Linked DNA regions of Anas platyrhynchos: all the other regions are linked to region 2. A link is a contact called in public Hi-C data. All regions are on one chromosome and are shown on one strand. Each heading gives the region's core, a stretch centred on a gene start, on an enhancer-like site or on the middle of the called end of the contact. The rest is flanking DNA. Distances are from core to core; before and after follow the strand shown.

Region 1 (3,059 bases), core at 73-2,572, 210 kb before region 2:
ATTTGTTTCAGCTAAGGTAATTTGTCGAGCTCAGTAAGAACACTTGATGAAGCACCCCACTGCCATAGCGTATCCCAGACCCAGGGATCACATACATTATAACACAGGCTGCGAGGAAAAGCTGACACAGATCTCCCTGGATCAAGAACGGTGTCAGGGGAAGAATGGAAGATCAAAGGAGGCAGAAGGAGAACTTGAAAAAATATTTAGAAAAATATTGTTGGTGAGTTACTTCTCTATTTTTCTTCAGAGTCTTTAAAATGTTTTCTGTAAATAGTAAATAACTAGTCCACACAGTACTAAGACATGACACTGCAAATTCTCACATACTGCCCCCTACCTCTGTTGAAATTAAACTGCAAGAAGATAGAGCAAGTCACCTTAGAGCTTCTAAAATGATCTTGGAGCTAGGAATATCAGAATTGATGTAAAATTTGTAAAACTTCTTTCAAGATTCTCCTTAGATTCATTCCATAAAAAAATATTATGATGAAAATAGCTATAAGAAACCCAAACTACAATGGCATTTTTTTTCCCCCAGAATATGTGTATGATCTATCAGTTAGGTAACCATTCTGAACATACATAGAATTAAGCATAAAATAGCAAAAGACAGTACAGCATTTTTCCTTCACTCTCCTCTCCATCTCCCTAAAACTGCACATTTGAAGCCAGGATAACTTAAAGAAGAAAAACTGATGCCAAGACTTTCCAGATCAAATATACAGCTGGGGAAAGAGAGGAGTGATAAACGCACACATTACACATAATTATAAATAATGTTTACAGTGCCTGTGCACATCAAGGATTTTCCCTGCTACTGAAGTGGGTACCCCAGGTACTAAAGACAATTTGTACTTACCATTGTATAGCAGAAACATATGCAAATAAAAGACTTTCAGTAAATTAACACATTACTTTGATGTCATTCATTTTTTACCTAGTAAGCCTGCTGTCATGCATCAATTAACAAGGCAAATTAGAGCAGTAACAATGCGTAATACATTCATATGGAACAGACAAGTTAATCGCATGCTGCTTTGCCGCTTGCAGGTAAAGTAAGGGCTCTGATTTTTCATCTTTAAATACCCAGCTATGAAGGCGCCTCTGACACGGTGCTACTCACTTCGCATCACAGACACACAGCCATCCCGTCGCGTTAGGTGGCAAGGAGCATCGGTCTCTGACACCCCTCCCCGGGGGCTCCCAGGACGATCATTCTTCTCCAGCTGGCATCACAGGGACGCAGGCACAGGCAGCGGCTGCTGCTGCGCGGGCAGGAGGCTGAATCGCTGACAGCTTCACCGATGGGTTTCTCTATCGCATGCAGGGAGCCAGAGGAGAGGCACAAGCTTTTGTCAGTGCACATGACTTGCACGGAAAAGAAAGCTTTCTCTAAAAATAACCACGTACCCTGTGACGCTCCGTGTTATTTTCCTGGTGGTCATGGGGTCTGTCCCCTCACCACTACAGCCTGGGTTCACACCCTGGAAAAGATTTCTTATTTCGGTGAAGCTTCTCTTGTACATACATTCGAGTTTTCAGTAATGTTACAGCTGCAATCAAGGATTCTTCCACTGGTAAATAGAAATTTCATCATGTTATTGCACATTCATGTGGACCTACCCTAGTTTTAAAGTGTCTGCCTTGAGTGCTGTTAGTGTCATAGCCACTCTGTAGCTCTGAATCCCATACCCCTCCAAAAGCCTCTGTTGGGGTGAAGGTAAGTGCTCGGGGTGGAGGAGACTGTGCTGCTAACAGACACTGTGGAGCTGGTTAAGCACACAAATGCATTCAAACCAGCTCGGTTCCTGTGGTTCAGAACTACCTTAATATTCAGTTGGTGCTCCTGGCAGGCTCTGGGATCAAAATACTCACTGTGTTTACAATGGCACATTTACCCTCGGCTCACACTGGCGTGAAACCAGGTCCCACATGGTCTTTCTCTTCACCAAGGGGCACTGGTGACCTGCTGGGACCAGGGACTTTATCACCTTGCCACGTCTCTGTCTTTGTATATATTTCAGGCCACAGTGGCACCTTGGTCTCTGCCTCCAGCACTCCTCAGCATTGTCCCCTCGAGGATGAAAATGCCTTGGTCTTACCAAAGAAGCTGCTATCAACATACGCACGTGAACTGCAGTTCTTGCAGTGTGTAAGGTAACTGACTCTGTCCAACGGGGCCTAATCCTACCGTTACAGTTTTATAAGTTACTTACATCATTGCATACTAAAATCGATCAGTTTGGACAAAAGCAAGCTCCATCTCAATCCAAATGCACACCGTGTTCAAGCCTGCTAACTGAGAGAGGTTTGGTTTGGGCTGAAACGAACCATCTGGGACTCGGTAAGGCAGAAACCAAACACCCCAAGCCCCTGAGCACACCCCAAGGACGCGGGAGTCCACGTTTGCTTTCTGACTGAGACTGTTGGAGATAAGCTAAGGCATATTTGCAGAATCCACAAGCGTAAAGTCTGAAGCTTATCTCTCTTAATGTGGGAAAGGTTTCTTGTATAACGAATTTCAGAGGCAGAGGGTTTGAGAACTAGCGATTTGCTCGTACAGAGCAAACCCTCTCGTATTATGGACACGGCTTGCGTAGAGGAAACTACTTTGTTATTATAGCTTACAGCTCTGCGTTGCTTATGAAATCACCACTCCTGAGGGAGAACCAGATGCAGTCTGCATCTATGGACAAGTTTTCACTCATCTCATGGAAACATTACCAAAACCAGAGGAGTCACCCGTCACCCGTTCTTATCTATCACATCGGGGTGTCCTGAAATAGTACAGAGGACAGCACATCTCCTTTCTCCCCCACCCCAGGCCCAGATTTGGGGCCCAGGCCACTCTGCTGACGAGGCCTTCCCTCGTCTTTTTGGGAGGGGCACGAGTAGGCAACACGAAGTAAGGGAACCCGAACAGTGATGTGCTTTGCACAAGGTATGCTGAAGCCTTTTTATTTTTATTGTTAAACATATTTTTAACAAATACTCTTGTGATGCTTTCCCCTAGACAGAGGAGGAGAAAGAGAAGGAATAAGAGGAGGAGGAAGAGG
Region 2 (2,993 bases), core at 434-2,933:
GACAGAGGGGGACAGTTGACCTGTCCCCCTTTGCTTGGTGGTGGTGAGGCCCTGCCAGGACAGTGTCCAGTTGGGTGCTGCTTCAGTTCAAGTGGAGTGTCTACAGAGAAGGTCTACCAAGATGATCACCGTCTAAATCACTTCCCACAGAGGCTGACGGAGCTGGGCCTATCTCGTCTGTTGAAGAATGCAAGGGGTCACATAGTAACAGCCTACAGCTACTTGAAGGGGGTTACAAATAAGGCAGCTAAACGCTTCTTGGTAATACTAGGCAATAGAACAACGCACAATGGCCAGAAATGGCTTGGGATGTCCAAGGAGGATATTATTTACTTGGAAGACAGTTAACCCAGATAAATAAAATGTTGTCCTGTTTTGTTTTGTTTTGGAGGGGAGAACTAGGGACTGGATGGTTTTGAGAGCTGTCAAGGCAACACTGTAATCAGACCTACTTTCAGTGGGGAGGCTGGACTGTGCAATGTTCAAAGGACCCTTCCAACCAACCAACATTTCTGTGATTGTATACAAATGTAAAACTGATGTCTTCCCTTGTTTATTGTGGGAAGATAGCTTTTAAAGTGTGATCAAAATGCGCCTGGGCTGTATTATTTATTCGGGAGTGTGTTTAAGTATACATGGGAGCAAAAAATAAAAATACTCTGCCATCTGTTGATATCTGGCAAACTGCAGATGTTCTTTTCTGAAAGCAGAATATTTAATTGCCACATTTAAGCCATTGCCTGCTATTTCAACTGGTAACATAAAAATAGCAAAGAAATGCAATGCATTTTGAAAAGTTACAGATTTTAAAGTAATTCAGTGTATTTATTTAACTTGCAAAAGTGAGGGGAAGGGCCTGTAGCCATATTTCAGGAGTCTCTTACCTTAAAATTTATTGCAGCAACAGGGATAACCACACTCTTTTCTCTGAATAATTACATTAGCTTCTTTCCATTTACTATGATGCTGCTTTTTTTTTTTTTGGGGGGGGGGGGGAGAAAATAAAATAATAATAATAAAAAAACCCAACATGCTACATGTTTAAATGGTCATTGATGTGATCAGTTTTGACCAGAGAAGGCCTCACCAGCAGTTCTTGCTGTTGCCTGTAACAGCCCAGCTTCTACTTCTCTACATTTGTGGCAATTTTAAGATTTGATTAAAAGCTTCTGGAGTATGTGGAATTTAATCAGAAGAAAACATGCTGGTGAGCAAATATTGTGCAGCCTGTTATTACACTTCATTTTGACTCTTTCATCGCAGCAGAGTTATGTGACCTGTGTGTATACTTGTGTCACATTGTTGGAGTAATCTAGGCTCCTGTCCCCTCTCTCACCACCACCAGTAATTATCCCCTTGTAATCTTATCTACTCCTGTTCTTTCCTGCACGTGGAAGGATTTATTTTTATTTATTTTATTTATTTTTTTTTGTGGCCGTGGTAAGTCACCATGCTCCCGTTCTTACAGCAGCCATGGCCGCAAGCACCCGGACTTCTCCCGTTGCTTTCCTCCTCGTAACCGCGGCCTGAGCTGTTGTTATCAGTCTTCCTTGGGGTTAATCAAACAGCTAATCACCACAGAGGAGCCGGGGAGCTGTGTGTAACAACTCCCCGCTGCACCTCACACCCACCCCGCCAGGAGGCTTCGGGGAGGCGCCGGCCAGCTGCCGGGACAGCCCCCCCGGCACAGACCTAGGAGGAAGAGGAGGAGGAGGAAGAGGAAGAGGAGGAAGAAGAGGAGGAGGAAGAGGAGGACGCCCGGGAGGCGGAGCAGGCAGCCCATGGCGGCGGGGGGCAGCGGGGGCGGGCTGCTCGCCTTCCTGCGGCTGCTGGGGCAGCTCAAGGTGCCGGGCCGGGGAGGGCAGGGCTGGGCTGGGCTGGGCGGCGGGGGAGAGGTGCCCGGGGCCGGGGGGTGCCGGGGGCTTGCCGGCTGCATCCACGCGCCCCGGAGCGCCGAGCTGGCATCGGGGCGGGATTTCCCCACGTGTGGCTTCAGAGCCCGAGGTTTGCCCCTCTGAGGGACCGCGGTGCTCTCCTCCCGCAGAGGGTGCCGCGGACGGGATGGGTGTACCGGAACGTGGCAAAGCCGGAGAGCGTGTCGGATCACATGTACAGGATGGCGGTGATGGCCTTGGTGAGCGAGGACAAAAACCTTAACAAGGACAGGTGAGAGAGACCCCCTGGTTCCCCTGGCCGCGGGGGAGCTGCGGGCACGGCGCTGGGAGCAGCCGCCCTGCTGAGGAGGGGCTCCCAAGGCCCGCGGGCAGTGCTTGGAGCGCTTTCCCCACATCCCTGCCCTCCATCCTTTGAGCTGTTTACCTGGAGAGGTGAGCGGGAGGAAGGCTTTTTATCACTAAAACCAGAGTGCTGAATGAGGCTCTGAGCTGGCTTTCCCTCAAGCCAGAGATAAGCAAGCTGAAGGCGGCCAGGTAAAAGGCAGCTTGAAGCAACAGGCAGCAAAGGCAAAGGCATGCTCGGTGGGTTTGGGCAGGCTGAGTTAGTACCCAGCAGCAATCGGAGCCTCGGAAATCATACAGCATAGAAGAGGGAGCATCATTAGCATTGAACGAGTTGTCAGGGACACTGTGGGGTCATATTGGCTCTGTCACTTCAGGAGCTGATGAAAGCAGTGAGGGCTTTCTTGAGTATTGTGCTACAGGCTGACATAGCTGCTTAGCTGCAAGCATGTTTTGTCAGCTTATAAATTGAATTTGGGGTGGTGGCAGATCATGTTATCCCTGCAGCAGGTAGAATGTAAAGTATATAATGTAGGTAGCTCTTGTGTGCTTGATTTTCTGAGATGTGAAAACTACATCCATTACTTTTGAATGCTGTGCTCTTGTGCAAACTATATTTTTACTTAAATCTATATTTATAAGCAGCAGGAGACAGAAACTGGGAATTAAAATCATGTCTAAATGGAAAACGAGACCCTTAGGCCCTTAGCAAAGAAGTGAAATGTATTATGTAAAATCTTTCTCTATAAATGAAGG
Region 3 (2,948 bases), core at 167-2,666, 190 kb before region 2:
ACTGTTATTTATACGATCACGGCGCCTTTTCTCTATAATCTAGTCCCAAAAACAAAACACATTAAGTTTATAAATACGTTGAAGGGCAAAATCTCACAGCACACATGCAAATTGTCACACGGGAAAAGAATGAAGCAAAACATACCCCTCTTCTTTTCTTTCGGGCCATGATCTGAGACGTTGTTGTTGGGGAGTTCGATCGGATCACAGAACTATTGCTTTGCCTGCAGGACAAGAAAAGCATGTCAGGTGCTGCACGGCTTGCCACCGCTCTTTGGAGATACTTTTGGTCACCGCATTAAGCATTCCCAGTCCCCTCTCTGCTGTTTTAAATGCTGGGAGGAGAGGCTTTGCACCGCACGGTGCTGTTGCAGAAAGAGACATTGCAGTTTTGCTTGCTCTACTGCCAGAACCTCCGCTGGAAATAAAGTCCCTGTCTGAAGACAGCTCGCTGTCCAGCTCAGCCCACTTCGTCTTCACTGTATATAGCCATGCCTATAAAATACAGTCTGGAGAACCGAGTCCAAAGGAAAACACGGGTATTATCCGCCCGTGCTGGCAGCAGTAGGTGCATGCAATGTCACAGCTCCCCCCGGCCAGCCAGGTTTTGTCGCTCCCGTCCATCACCTCCATGTCCATGGGTGCCCGCGCAGGAAGCCGGGATCCCTGCCCACGTCCGCGGCTGGCCCAGCACCAGGAGCAGGATGCAAAACCCGCTTTTAAAACTGCACTGCCCGCAAGTATGGAAAGGTTTTTCCTTCTCCACGAGGGAGCAACAAGCGCGGTGGCCGTCTGGCTGTCATTCATCCCCCGATGCGGACAAGACGGCACCGGTGGGGTGCCTCCGAGGTGGCCACAGCAACCCCAGCCCCGCGCAGCTCCCCCCGGCCCCATGGCAGTGAGCACCCCGGCCCCGGCCACCTCGGGCTCGCCTTATTTCCAGCCTCGGACCCCAAGCACCCGGCTGCAGGGCAGCGGGACGGGGGGCTCGGGGGCGGCCCCGACGGGGCGGCCCCGCGTTGAGCCCATCGGGGGGGCTCAGCCCGCTGCCCCCCGGGCACAGCAGCCTCCCCCCCGGGGTGGGGAGCACTCACCCGGAGTAGTTGTTCTCGCTCCCCACGTCTATAGTCTCGTCCATGTCGCTGTCTGAGGTAGTTTCCTCGCAAGGTCGCTTCATGGCGGGCAGGGGACGCAGCTCGGAGCCGGGCCGGGGGCAGAGATAAATAAATCCGGGAGCTTCGGGCCGTGGAGAGGGGGATTGGGGGGGGGGGAGGAAGAACGGCTCCGGCTCGGCTCGGCACGGCTCGGCACGGCTCCGCACCGCCAGCAGAGCAAACCCTCTGTGAGGCGCTTTCCCACGCCGCGGCACAGCCTCAAGCCCGACGGCCCGCCCCCGGCGAGGCCCGCCCCGTCGGGGGGCACGGGGACGAAGGGAGGGGGCCGCCCACCGGGGGGGCGAGGGCACGGCGGGGACCGGACCCCGGCCCCGGAGGGCGGGGGGCGAGGGGAGAGGTAAGGCGGGGATGGGGCGCGGGGGAGATGGGGTTGGGGGGGGCATTTTCCCACTGGCATTTGGGGGATCCGGCCCGCCCCGTCCTGCGAAGCCCCCCCCGGGCACCTGGAGGGGGGAGCCGAGCCTGGGAACAATCCTGCTAGGAGCGGGCCGGGGGATGCTCGGCTCGCAGGAGGACCCGCAGCTGCCGGCTTTTATCCTGCTTCGCTCTGGGATTTATTTTCTTTCCCCCCTGTTTGTTTGCCTCGCGTTTTCTTAATCCCGGCTCCCTGACAGAGCCCGCTCGGGGCGCCCTGTGCCCCGCTGCCTCCCTCCCGGACCCCCCCCCCCGCCTTCCCCGGGCCCTTCGCAGCCTGCCCGGGAGCCTCGTCCCGGACCGGGGGAGCCGGGGGTGACCCGGGAGGGAGCGGGGGGACGGGGGGCGAGGCGGCGCCGGGCTGAGGCTGGGGCTGAGATTGGAGCTGGGGCTGGGGCTGAGGCTGCCCGGCCCCGGAGAGGGCGAGCACCTGCCGGAGGGCGACGGAAACTGGAAGGCAGCTCGTGTTCGGCCTCCGCTGGAGCCGGCGAGGCCGTGTTCCCGGCCGGCTCCCCCCGCTGGAGGTACAGGTGGCTGGGGTGGCTTGCGGGCGGCGAGGGGCGATGCTGAAGGAGGAGGCAGGGCCGGCTCTGCCGTGCCCTCCTGCCCTCCGTGCATGCGGTTGCGTTTTGGTGGCACGCCGGCTGTTTTGGTGTTTCGTGCGGGTGTCGCTGCTCTGTAAGGAGCAGGGGATTGCGTGCCCCGTCGCCCTGCGGGACATCCTGGTGGTGCTCGCAGTCCCCGAGAGCCCCGCCGCTGCTACACACAGCCCGCAGGACGGGCAGGGGCAGCTCCCGGGGACTCAGGGCACAGCCCCGCATTGGTCCCTTTTGATGGTAGCTGGCCAAAAAAACCCACCCCAAAACCCAAGGGCAAACCAAAGCAGAAGAGGATGGGGACCTTTGGGGAGGGAAAGTCCTGCTCTAGCAGGAGCAGCCTGCGGCGTGCGGCTCCGACTTGCAGCACAGCCCGGGAGCAGCCTCAGCGTGTACCGGCCGCCGGCAGCTCTCCGGGATGAAACAAATCAATAAAAACGTAAATACCAAAAATTGCCTGCTTTTTCTGCTCCTAAAGGCTCGGGGGGCCTGCGAGGGCCGGGACGGCGGCCGGGGAAACGGGCTGTGGCCGGCGGAGGACGGGACAATCTTGAATCCCCCCAAAATATTGCGGCCACCCTGAGCTCTCGGGGTTTTACACGGGAATCTTGAACGTGCCGCTAGATGTGTAATTTCTGCTCGCCCTGGAAGTAGCTCCCTGCTCCCTTACGATTTTTTATTTTTTCTTCCCCCCCGGGGCACAAGCCTCCCGTGCCTGTGTCTTACAGAAACCTGAGCTCTCCTGTGTTTACTTCCCCAGGCA
Region 4 (3,162 bases), core at 471-2,970, 160 kb after region 2:
TTGTATGTCTGGTATGGGAGCAGAGCTGGTATCTCTCTAAGGCTCGAATAAGCTCCAATGATTTCCATTTTCTTTTGGACTGGGGGTGGGAAGGAAAACAGGGGGCTGTTCTGGAACAAAACTGGAGTCAGATGTACACACTTGTGGGATTGTCTAGATGCACACCGTGCAGTATTGTCTAGAGCTTTTCCAACTTCACTGAAGCAGGCATCCAGGAAGGTTTTGCTCAGCTAATAATCACCAGTAATGGATAAGAGCTCAGGACAGAGACGGGAGGGGAGATGCTGTACATTTGGGGCAAGGAATGGGGAAACACTGCCATTGTAAGTGCACTACCCAGGCAAGTTTCTGCTGCAGTGGTGTGGAGAAAGCACGTTCTGGCTCTGGCCATAGCCTGCTAAGAAGAGCATGTTGGGCTCTACCCTGATGAGAGGGACACCTCCTCACAGATTTTCTTGTGCTGCTGCACATGGGAAAAAAGTGGGAATCTCTTCTGTTGTGCAGAGCATATGAAGAGGCTCAGCACACTGAGTGGCAGCAGTGCTGAGGTGCAGACCCATGCCAGGCTGTGGTGCTTTGTGTGTCCTTTGGTGGACTTGAGCTTCTGCCAATCCATAGGCCTCTTATTGGCTCCGTGTGGCTAGATGTAGTAGGAACTTGCAGAAGTTGTCCTTGAAAACAGTGGGAGAGACAAACCAAGCAATAACAAACCTTGTCAATCTCACCTTGCTCTTGTACTTGCATATCTGCTTGCGTACTCTGTCATCTTCTACCTTAACTGCCATATAAATTCTGGTTTAGCAGCAGACCAAACATCTAAAATACAGTAACTACATAGCTACCACAGAAGAGGGGTGGGGAGATGGGGGGTGTTTGTTTAAGAGTAGGAAATGAAATTGGAAGAAATGGTCAGTCCTTGGAGGCAAGAGGACTTTATCAAAGAAGTTCATGAACATTCAGGGACCCATATTGTTCAACATATTCTTAGACAACGATATTTCATTCACTGGTAAAGACAGATTGTGGATGGCCCTAAGTTTAGGCCATATGTTTAGGGAAGTGAGGCTAATTATAGGATGCAGAAAGTCTTCACAAGACTGATTCAGCTGGAGGCAAAATGGCAGAAGAAATTCAGTGTTTGTACACATAAAGTAAGGAAGCAGTTCTTTCTATCATGAGGTGTGGGTCTAATTCCTCACCCAAAGAACAGACATTAAAAGGGAAGCTGCAACACATTTATTGAGGAGATAATAAATGCATATAAGCTATATCTGGTGCTGAAAGGTCCTGAGCTAGAAATAATTGAAGGCTGGAAGAGTATTAGGGACATGCATTGCACATACTTTTCCTGTTCTTACTCTTCCCTGAGCAATCGTTTATGGCTGCTTCTGGCAGGAGCATAATGGGCTAGATGGACACAGCAAGCATTATACAGAATAAACCATGAATAAGGATAGCATGGTGCTTACTGTTCGTTCTTTTCTTCCTGCCTTCCTTTCCTGCTGTCCTTAGTGCAAAGATTGTGTGAAAATGCTGAAGGTTAAACAGACATTTAAATTTTTCAGCAGCTGCTCTTTGGAGGAGGGAGGAAAGCAAATCCTGCACAATCACTGGATATAGGTGTTTCCAGAAGGAAACTTTTACTGTCCTGTGAAGCTCCACTGGCATCCATTTGATGCAGACACAGACAATAGGGAACGACAAGGTTACATTCAGTGAAAGACAAAATGTGACCCTGGCAGAGAACAAATCGGCCCCTGTTAGTGGAATGATTTAGGGTGTTATTCAGTACAAATGGCAACATCATAATTATGATAGTCTAAGGATATAGATGCATTTTTTGAAGAAGAAATAATACCTTTTGTTAAGCTGACTGATACAGTAGCAAAGCCTACTAGGCGAGACTGGAGCAGAGGCATGGTGTCCTGGGACACACAAGCCCTTCCTCAGGGCTCAGACAGAAGCCTCTGTTCAGGGCACACAGACCCCTCTTCACTCAAATCAGGGACTTCTTTCTGAGGCAGGAAGAAGGGCTTCTGTGCCTGAAAGCTTGCTTGTTTTCTGCAACTCTGTCAGCTGGTGTAATACAGGACATCATGTCTCACTTATCTTGCTTGTATCTGCTAGGGATCACATAGATGAGGTGCCAGGAGACTGTCTGCAAGAGATCTCAGCACAGTTTTTGTATACCATGAGGCTGCTTAAATTTGTCTGCAAATATTTTTTTTGTACACAGTTTACATTGGGACTTTATGACTGGGACTTTATAAAAATAAAGAATAGGGAACATCATTTTGCAAGCCGAGGAATGCAGACAAAGAAGAATGAAGACATTCATTCACCATGACATAGAAAGGCAGGTCACAGCTCCAACATCCTCTGTTATGTCCAGGACAAAATACTAATGAAAGATGTGTATCCTTGACTGTCTTGTGTTGTGTTTGATTGTTTTAATCATCCTCTGTGATCACTTACCCTCACCCAAACCACAGATTTACAGAGTTATCCTCACAGTTGTCACTCTGGCAGGGTGACAGCTTTGATTGCCTGCTTTTCTGTTTTCTACTGAATCTCTTTGATGTGGATCCCCCACATCATTTGTGAGCTATCTAATAAATCACCAGCTGTGTAAAAGCTGGGTGTAGTTCCTCCTCCCACTGTATTTTTGAAATGAAAATAGCCATAGCATCTGATTTAGTCAAGCCTTCATGGACATAGCTCATCTTATCTCATAGTACTGCTTTGAAAGGAAAATAAGAGCCAAAATTTATCTAGGTTACCAAAAGAATATGTAGGGAATTTTTCAGTTCAAAAAGTATGATTTAGCCATGACCAGGGGATGAATTTCATTAACATGATTCACCTAAAAAGGATGCATCTGGTCTGGTCCTGACTTTTTCTCAGGTGATGGAGAAAATACCATGTATCAGGAAGGCAAGTCATCCTTTCTCATCTAAATCCCTGTTCAGGGATGGGGTCAGAGGAGCTCACTTTTCTTCACCGTTTCACATCTTTTTCTCTCAGAGCAGGTCCAGGGCTACCTTTCTATGCATAGAATTTTGGTAATGCTAAATATTGATTATTCAGATGGTCTCACAGTTATGCATGGAGGATTATAAGTCTGTGCACACTGAAAGATATAACAGTCATGTCACAGCTTCT

The links. Hi-C and Micro-C count contacts between places; a contact is called where the count stands out from the background.
Region 1: a contact with region 2 is called in a Hi-C map of subcutaneous adipose tissue, with 4 times the contacts expected there. The contact joins the promoter of NCOA7 here to the promoter of HDDC2 in region 2. A contact is called at or near these places in 4 of 8 Hi-C or Micro-C datasets (F1 follicle, F5 follicle, small yellow follicle and 1 more).
Region 3: a Hi-C map of subcutaneous adipose tissue shows a contact between it and region 2, with 2.3 times the contacts expected there. The contact joins the promoter of HEY2 here to the promoter of HDDC2 in region 2. A contact is called at or near these places in 5 of 8 Hi-C or Micro-C datasets (F1 follicle, F5 follicle, liver and 2 more).
Region 4: a Hi-C map of F1 follicle shows a contact between it and region 2, with 4 times the contacts expected there. The contact joins the enhancer-like site here to the promoter of HDDC2 in region 2. A contact is called at or near these places in 3 of 8 Hi-C or Micro-C datasets (F1 follicle, F5 follicle and subcutaneous adipose tissue).

The regions. Positions count from the first base shown.
Region 1 is chr3:65,722,067-65,725,125 of IASCAAS_PekinDuck_T2T, forward strand. It overlaps NCOA7 (nuclear receptor coactivator 7), which reads right to left and starts at 1,323. Exons shown (of 16, transcript XM_038177749.2): 1 at 1,127-1,323. It overlaps LOC140002197 (a long non-coding RNA gene), which reads left to right. Exons shown (of 5, transcript XR_011808381.1): 2 at 12-223; 3 at 2,028-2,160; 4 at 3,017-3,059.
Region 2 is chr3:65,936,235-65,939,227 of IASCAAS_PekinDuck_T2T, forward strand. HDDC2 (HD domain containing 2) reads left to right here and starts at 1,684. Exons shown (of 6, transcript XM_027454594.3): 1 at 1,684-1,844; 2 at 2,045-2,166. The coding sequence starts at 1,782. LOC119716462 (a long non-coding RNA gene) reads left to right here. Exons shown (of 5, transcript XR_011808383.1): 5 at 1-673.
Region 3 is chr3:65,745,712-65,748,659 of IASCAAS_PekinDuck_T2T, forward strand. It overlaps HEY2 (hes related family bHLH transcription factor with YRPW motif 2), which reads right to left and starts at 1,417. Exons shown (of 5, transcript XM_027454592.3): 1 at 1,095-1,417; 2 at 146-224; 3 at 1-39. The coding sequence starts at 1,177.
Region 4 is chr3:66,097,966-66,101,127 of IASCAAS_PekinDuck_T2T, forward strand. No RefSeq gene overlaps it. Among named protein-coding and RNA genes, the nearest start is that of RNF217, 15 kb to the left of the region's middle. Within about 2 kb of position 1,721, at least 2 of the 8 cell types and tissues checked have an H3K27ac peak or open chromatin away from gene starts, as enhancers often do. A contact at or near this core is called in F1 follicle, where this site is marked.